3 separate regions of the Mus musculus genome follow, and all the other regions are linked to region 2. A link is a contact called in public HiChIP or PLAC-seq data. All regions are on one chromosome and are shown on one strand. The core of a region is the stretch at or near the end of the contact, and the rest is flanking DNA. Distances in the headings are between cores, read along the strand shown. Region 1 has its middle 12 kb from the start of Krr1. Region 2 has its middle 16 kb from the start of Gm40763. Region 3 has its middle 36 kb from the start of Krr1.

Region 1 (2,700 bases), core at 159-2,658, 340 kb before region 2:
ATTGTAAAGCCAGTTCACACAGTAAAAATCCATAATAACTTGTTAACATTATAGTATGTGACATTTGTTACCTAGAGATAGCTATTTGAAACACCACTGTTTATAATAGGGCCACTCTTCTCCTGGCCTCTTCTCATTACCAAATTTCTCTTTTAGAAAAATGAAATGAGGAAAAAAGTTAACTCTTTGGTAAATTGGAGTCATGATTACATTTCAGAATATAGACGTGTTAACTTCTTAAGATCTCTGAAGAAAAAAAGAACATTTACATTATCTTTCTTCTCTAACTCATTTATATCTAGAAAGGATTTGTTGAATAAATGCATTGCCTACTGAGCATCAGGCAGTTTTAGGCACACATCTACTGTACCAAAGATACAGCATAGTCAGGCTTCTGATCTCATAGTGTGTGCCTCCTAGAACATAAGACAAATAACAATTCTAACACACACACACACACACATACACACACACACACACACACACACACACACACACACACACACACACACACATAGGATTGGAGGTGGGGATTCAGCCAGTCACAGAGCATTTGAGAAGAGAACAGCACACATGATTGTAGAGCCCTCCAGGACTCATCAACAGTAATGCAAAACTCTGGGGTGCAACAGACTTTAATTAAACACTCGTAAGTCACGATGTGAGCGATGTCCCTCCATTATGTGCTTAGTAGCTTAACTAATGATGAAATTGATCTGACAAGATGATTATTACTTTTTCTACCTTATCAGCTTTGGGAAGGAAAGATGGTATGTGACAGTATTGAAAGAGTGGGTAAAATATTAGTCTATGCCATCTAATGATAGAGTTTCTAAGAGGCATGGCTACCACTGAGCTCAATGAAAGTAAGCCCGATCTAGGAAAGATGATGAAGAGCCTGATGCTCTACAGTCTCAGTGAAGCCCGAGAAGGCTGCAGGTGCTCATTTCCTATGAACCAAGGGCATGATGGGATTCTAAGTGCTTGTGATATCAGCTACTTGGGAGGTCGAGGCAAAAGAACAGCTTGGATCCAGGGGTTTGAACCTGGAGTATGAAACTGATGTGAGCAACTTAGCAAGACTTATCTCTTAAAAAGTCAAAGGACTCCCTCCTCCAAACTCATTGTTCTTTTATAAGGAGAGTGGTTCTCACCCAAAGACTGTTCTGTGGTGGTCCTTCCATAATGATGGGAGGTTGTCCTATTGTTTGGGTTCCTTTTGCTGTTGTTGGTTGGTAGGTTTGTTTGTTTGTTTGTTTTGTTTTGGCAGGGTCTTGCTACTTAGCTCAGAGTGGCCTTGACCTCTGGATATTTCTGTCTCAGCCTCCCAGTGCAGAGATTATAGGTATGTAGCGTGGTACTAAGTTCCTTCCCCGTTCTTTTAAAGTCATCAGTGACTTTGAAAGAATAAAAGTCTATTTCCCTTTCCCCATTTCCTCATAGTCTCCGGCAGTGTCACGTCCTTGGTACGTGCTCAGTAAATATTTGCTGCATGAGCAAATATTGGGCAAATAGACAAATGTATGCAATTGAATTCCAGCTATGCAACTTAGGAGCAGTGTGACCTTGGTCAAGTTACTTAACTTTTCTAATTTCCTATGTTCTCAATTTGAAAAGGAAAGAACAATGGTATTTTACCTGCTTGATTATAAAAAAAATTAAACGTCAATGATACAATAAAAATTACTACACCAATCTCTTCTGAGGGCGATGCCTCCAATGATCTAATCCACCTTCCACGAAGCCCCACCCCTTAAGAGTCGGTAGAACCTTTCAGCTTCTTCAACTGAGACCAAGTTTCTAATGCATGATCCCTGGGGAAGTAAACAACTATATAAGATATCCTCTCCCCCCCCCCCACCCTGTGTGTGTGTGTGTGTGTGTGTGTGCGCGCGTACGTGCCTGCCTGCCTGCCTGTCTCTCACTCTTTGTGTCTGTCTCCATCTCTCTCTCTCTCTGAGGGTCTGTCTGTCAGTCTTCCTGCCCCCCTCACCCTCCCCACTGCTCTTTCTCTCTCTGTCATGTGTATGGTGTACAGACATGAGTATCTAGGTAACAGTGCCTGGATGTAACTGGGACACCCTGAGAGGGAGGAAGGGGAAGATGTGGAACCACAGCTGGATCCCAACATGTATACCACAACAACTCACCAGGCCTCACCACAATGTAGTCTCTCATCACAAAAGCTACTTGATTTCAGGTAAATCAGGGGACATGAAAGGTCACAGTGGCTAGAAGGCAATTTGAATGTGTTTTCCTTTCAATGGTGACTTCTTCTTCTTCTTCTTCTTCCTCTTCTTCTTCTTTCCTTAAGATAAATTTCTTGTTTGGTCAGCATTCACTGGTGATAACAGAACATCTATTACAACTTGTGGGGAAACATGGTTCATTAAGGTCTACCATGGCTGGATAGCTCCTCTGAGCTAGATGCAAACTGGAGGACTCCCTTTACCAGCAAGGCCTCCCCTTGTCTGGGGAGCCAGTCCCACCATACCCTGTGCCTGTGGAAGGTCAAGTAGTCCTTGGCAGACCTACAAGTTCAACTTCCTCCTTCTCCATAAGAACCCGCCTAGCAAGTACTTGGGACTCCTGGAATGCCTCTCCACACAATGAGGACTTTCCAGTACTTTAAACTTCAGCCAATGGAACTTCACCTCAAGAATCCCTTCACATTCTCCATGTTCCTATATATAGCCCTTG
Region 2 (2,700 bases), core at 123-2,622:
AAGTGGAAACGGATAGAATCTCAGGTGGGAGACAGATCCTCTCCACCACCTTCTCTGGAGGAGCATCCACAGTCAGCAGGCTAGCTCACCATCAGTGGTCTTCAACCTTCCTAATGCTTCGACCCTTTAATTCAGTTCCTTGTGTTGTGGAGACACACACACAAGCACGCACACACACACACACACACTATTTTCGTTTCTACTTTATAACAGTAATTTTGCAAATGTTGTGACTCATACTGTAAATATCTGATATGCTGACTCAAGTGGGTCTCGAGCCACAGGTTGGGAACCACTTCTCTAGACTCTCTTTCTTATCAGTCAGTTCGAGTGATACAATCAAGATGGTGGCTGCTTTGCCTGAGGACTTTATTCTACAATACCTCGCTATTGCAAAGTGCTCTGTTCCGCTGCTCTCTGCCTCTTGTCCTTAAAGCTCTAGAATCAAGCTTGTCAGCCCCAGCATCTGCCCTGAAGTCCTCACTACTGTATCTAACTGCTTTGTCAGCAATGAATGAAAAAGGAGGACATGGCTGCTCCTGGGTGTGATTGAGGGGAAAGGTTTTATTGTACATATGAGGGAGAGCACATATAAGTCCAAACTAAAACAGGGAGGGGAGGGGAGGGAGAGGGGAGGGAGAGGGGAGGGGTGAGGGGAGGGGAGGGGAGGGAAGGGAAGGGAAGGGAAGGGAAGGGGAGGGAAGGGAAGGGAAGGGGAGGGAAGGGAAGGGGAGGGAAGGGAAGGGGAGGGGAGGGAAGGGGAGGGGAGGGAAGGGAAGGGGAGGGAAGGGAAGGGAAGGGGAGGGAAGGGAAGGGAAGGGGAGGGAAGGGAAGATGACAGGGTATGCCAGCCAGGATGATTTTGTAACAGGTACTTGTGAGCAGGGAAAGACTGTCAGCCAGAGTCTGCTTTGATGTGTTCAATAGACACCTCAGTAGCCATTTGTCCCTGGTTTCCTTGAGATCAAACAATCCCCTCTTAGGGTCCCCGTCATCATGTCAGACTCTCTAACATCAACACAAGTCTGTCCCTCAGAGAACTTCTCCATCTCAGTGAGAGGCTGTCTCAGACCTCATGGTGACTGTCATCTCTTCCTCCTCTCTCTCACACCAGAAACCTTAGTCTGGAAGCAGACTTCCAGGTTTCCCCCTTTCCTACCAGGATCACCCTGGTAACCATGGCTACCCTGGTAACCATCACCACCCTGGTACAAGACTTTGTCACCCCTGGCCTTCTTCTTGCACTTGACTCCCAAGTGGATACCCTTCTTCCACGCATGCGTCACCAAAGCTATTCTCCAACTTAGTCATCAGACTGGTCCTTTCAAAAGCCAGATTATGTCACTCTCCTGATCAAAAGCCACAAATGGCTTGCTTTCTTACTCAGAGCTGAAGTAGAATTCCTTACAAGAATCTACAAGAGCCTTCCTGATCCACCCCACAACTTCGTCATTCTTTTCTCTTCTGCACACCCCCTCCCCCGCCCCCCCCCCCACACACACACACCAGTCGTGATGACTCAGTGCAACGAGCTTCCTTCTTACCCCAGGCGTGGCAAGCACACGCCTGTTCTCACTCACCGGGGTCCTCTCCTAGGTATCCTTGTAGCTCATAGACCTCTTCCAGGCCATCTCTTCCCAAGAGCTGGCTAAGGGCCCTCTTGCTCTATTTGTATGGAAATCACGAATAGGCAAGGGATTGCTTTTCCAGGGTTGGCAGTTCTTGAATACCAGAAGCTATGGACTTGACTTTTAAACCCAGTGACTAATCGCTCTCAGCCCTGAGAATTGAGGCCGATGGCTACACGGTTTAAAAACCAAAGACCTGTAGCTCTCTAGGTGCTCTGACCAAAGCATGCTTTGGGTTTCAAAGGCAGAGGCTTATGACTCTGGGCCCTGAGAATCAGAGACTTATTGCTTCGTGTTTTAAAACCCAGAGACCTAGTTCCCCCTGTTCAGATGAGAGGCTTATGACAAATAGGACTGCAGCTTGCAAATTTCAGGTGTTAGAACCGTTGATGCGAACGACGATCTCTCTCACCTTAAAGGGAGTAAGATAGTTCATTCTGGAGCCATTTTGAGTGACCATGGCCCAAGAACAAAGATTTAGGTTACCCCAAATCCCAGGTTCCATCATGAAGTTTTAGAGTTTTACAGAACAAAGAACGTCATAAATCAAGGCAAGTTTAAAACACACCGGTGGGTACATCAGAGAGAGATGCAACAAGCAAGGGGAAGCAAGCATGTCTATGGGTCCAAGACGCTATCTGATAACATCCTTAGCTGTTGGGTTGGTAGAAACTATCGGCTTGCTATGTTAAGAGATTCCAAAAGGGTTTTGTCCATTAGTCACACGACATTAGTTCTGACACAGGGGTGAGCAAGAAATGGCCATTTAGGAAGCCTGGAACCAGCTCCAAATAAGGTAATTAGCCTCTGGACCTGCAACACTCCAACCTCTCCAAGGTACTGTCATTCTAAACAATTGACTAGTCTCTACAGATACAGCTTCATTACAGGAATTCTCATTTTCAGACCCATCGTTCTGAACTCTTAGATGTTCCAGGGCCCTCTTGGGGGGGAGGGGGGCTTAAGTTGCTGCCTCTGGCGGATCTCTGGATCGCTTCTGATGCTTCTGCACCGTTTCTGGGTGTGTCTGGAGCAGAAAAAGAAAAGACAACTTAGGAGAAGCCTTTACTGG
Region 3 (2,700 bases), core at 137-2,636, 320 kb before region 2:
TACTTGATACTAATATATATTGAGCACCGACTAATACTAAGATGTTTGCCTAAATTCCATTTCTTTTTTCCCCTCCTCTTCTCTTCCCTTCCCTCCTGACTGCCTCCCAGCCTGGAAGAAAGTCAGGCCTGTGACACTTAGAAAGCAAGCACCAACCACTGAACTATCCTCTCAGTCCTTTAAAAAAAAAAAGAGGTTTGTTTTTTTTTTTTTTTTTTTTTGAGATGATGTCTTACTAGTTGCCTGCTGCATTTTGTACAGTTTTGCCTTGAACGTACTTTGTAGTTCTGGCAGGCCCTGCCCCTGTGATTCCTCCTACCTCTGCCTCCACAATAGCTGGAATTATAGCCCTGGGACATTAGGCTTGGCCTCTTGGACAACTTTCTTACTTATTCTGCATAGTATTCTTGTAAAATCATACGGTTATTGCCCTTCTATAATATATACACAAACAGGAAGAGAGGAAAAACGATGTTTTCAGTGGGAAGGCAGGGGTTACCTCTAATTTGTTTGGATAATAACTGATGTTTTTCAGCAAAAGGTACATGCTAGCAGCCCTCAGCATGAGGCTTTAGCAACTCACAAAGCTGCTTAAACCTTAGGCTTGAAAGTGCAATGAACTGAATTCTCAATTAGAGGCTAGGAACATGCTGGGTTTGGTAGCATCAGCCTATACATCCCCAGCTACTCTCAGTGGGCTGAGGCAGGAGAATCACAAATTTAAGATCAGCCTGGGCAATTTAGTGACACCTCATCTCAAAATAAAAAGTGGAAAGAGAGAGCAGTAGACAGCTCAGCTTAGAGCATTTGCCTAGTATGCAAGAATGTAGCATTTGCCTAGCGTCTAGCTTCCAATCTCTGTCCCTCTGTCTCTGTCTCTGTCTCTGTGTCTGTCTTTCTATTTCTCTCTGTGTGTCTCTGTCTCAATTCACATTCCAAACACACACACACACACACACACACACACACACACACACACACACACACACTGATACACACACACTGATACACACACGTGTAAATATCATCCAAAGGAAGTACATTCCAAACATTGAAATAAGGGCCTTCGGCTTGACCGTCTTAGAACTAAATTCTAAGAAGGCATGTCCTCACTTCTCGGGTCCCTATGTTGTTTATTTCCCATGGACTTATCTCACTTTCATCCGTGATTTTTCAATTTCTGAAGAAATAAATAGACTTTGGTAAGACCAAATGCTGTTCTAGCCATTTCCTAAATTCCCCACAGTTGTTCTGGGAAGAGTGGGCTCAAGTCCCCTGCTGCCTGTCAGAATGATTAATTAGACTTCATTTCCTGCTGACGTGTCCACCGTCCTTTTCTTACCCCCAATGACTAATAACACTTCTACAAAAGTCCAAACAAATGGCCACAGTATCTAGTGTTTATTTTTGGAAGCTTTTCCCCAGCCAAAATGCACTGAACCTCTCACGAATGGCAGTTTAGAAATTCCTGGCTAGGATTCCTGCCCTGAACAGCCGCACTTGATATGGCTAGATGGCCCGTTGACTGGCACCCTGGGTGGCATCGTGCCAGTATGAGAGTTGTCAAGCTATCTAAATCAAGAATAGGCCCCGAGCTGTGACAAATCCAGATGGGCAGCCTGCTCAGCGACCCGGCGAGGGGCCCTATCTTCTTCAGGAAGTATCCCTGTGCCAGCACAAGAGCATTCATGCCACATGTCTTTCTCTCCACTTGACATCTGCGGACACTCTGAAGAGTATGTGACAAAAGAGGAAGAGAGCAAGAGTGGAAAGGAAGACAGGAGGCTTTCTGGGTGGGGCTAGCAGGGCAGAGACAGAGGTATTGCAGCAGAGGCTCCACATCCATTAGGAACGGGATCTCACTGGCTAGTTAGCCCGTGATGTCAGGATTAGCAGATACCTCATTTCCAGGCCAGTGATAGCAAAACTGGAGGGAAAGAAAAGGTCAGTCAGGAATGGGTTTGTCAAACTGTTTCTAGTTGTGCCAGAGCTTCCCCCACATTTACAGCCATTGCTCAACATATCACATGGCTACCAAGTGAATCCTTAGGATAGGAGAGAGCCACGACCCAAGACACTGGTCCAGAGAAAGAAGTTTAGATGTGTCCTGAACCCAGAACCTGGCAAACTCAGGAGCAGAGGAATAGTTGCTGTTTAGAGAGTTCCAGACATCCAGACAAGCTTGGCATGGCTTTTGCCGATTCATCAGTCAAGCGGAGATGCCTAGTGTTCTAAATATGTGTGTGCACATGGGAGGACTTCCAATTCAACATCTGTGGGGCTGTGACACGGTCTTGTGGCTAATTTAAGGCTTGGGGAGGTTAACATGGGTCCCAGGATCATTCTACACATAATCCCATCTGTAAATTGAGAACTAGATTAAAATACGCCTCAACTGAGACGGTCTAAGCTAAGTGCTGTGGTTAACCCATGGGAATTATTGTGTCCCTTTGCAATCAACTCCTGGATGCGAGTGGACTGTCACACTGATCTTCATCACTGGGACTTCTGAAAAGTCATAAAATACAAACATAAAGCACCATAGGTCAGGGGACTCTAGTGTTGGTATCACAATTTTGTGTGTATGGTGCATGTGTGTGTCTGCATGTGTGTGTCTCTGTGTGTCTCTCTCTGTGTGTCTATGTGCATGTGAGTGTCTTAGTATGTGTATATCTATATGTGTGTCTATGTATGTGTATA

The links. HiChIP or PLAC-seq counts read pairs in DNA pulled down with a chosen protein or histone mark.
Region 1: a FOXA1 HiChIP or PLAC-seq map of pancreatic cancer cells shows a contact between it and region 2. The contact joins two enhancer-like sites. A contact is called at or near these places in 7 of 39 promoter capture datasets (3T3-L1-derived adipocytes, the SN4741 cell line, cranial neural crest and 1 more), 1 of 484 Hi-C or Micro-C datasets (nephron progenitors), 7 of 115 datasets of contacts at active chromatin or transcription factors (acute myeloid leukemia, embryonic stem cells, large pre-B cells and 2 more) and 1 of 9 other capture datasets (adipose tissue).
Region 3: an HNF4G HiChIP or PLAC-seq map of pancreatic cancer cells shows a contact between it and region 2. The contact joins two enhancer-like sites. A contact is called at or near these places in 2 of 15 datasets of contacts at CTCF or cohesin (the NIH/3T3 cell line and large pre-B cells), 10 of 484 Hi-C or Micro-C datasets (the 3T3-L1 cell line, Th1 cells, bone marrow-derived macrophages and 5 more) and 7 of 115 datasets of contacts at active chromatin or transcription factors (the NIH/3T3 cell line, embryonic basal ganglia, embryonic fibroblasts and 4 more).

Annotation. Positions count from the first base shown.
Region 1 is chr10:111,959,434-111,962,133 of GRCm38.p6, reverse strand. No RefSeq gene overlaps it. Among named protein-coding and RNA genes, the nearest start is that of Krr1, 12 kb to the left of the region's middle. Within about 2 kb of position 1,408, at least 20 of the 459 cell types and tissues checked have an H3K27ac peak or open chromatin away from gene starts, as enhancers often do. A contact at or near this core is called in pancreatic cancer cells, where this site is marked.
Region 2 is chr10:111,618,718-111,621,417 of GRCm38.p6, reverse strand. No RefSeq gene overlaps it. Among named protein-coding and RNA genes, the nearest start is that of Gm40763, 16 kb to the left of the region's middle. Within about 2 kb of position 1,372, at least 68 of the 459 cell types and tissues checked have an H3K27ac peak or open chromatin away from gene starts, as enhancers often do. A contact at or near this core is called in the NIH/3T3 cell line and pancreatic cancer cells, where this site is marked.
Region 3 is chr10:111,935,702-111,938,401 of GRCm38.p6, reverse strand. No RefSeq gene overlaps it. Among named protein-coding and RNA genes, the nearest start is that of Krr1, 36 kb to the left of the region's middle. Within about 2 kb of position 1,386, at least 65 of the 459 cell types and tissues checked have an H3K27ac peak or open chromatin away from gene starts, as enhancers often do. A contact at or near this core is called in the NIH/3T3 cell line and pancreatic cancer cells, where this site is marked.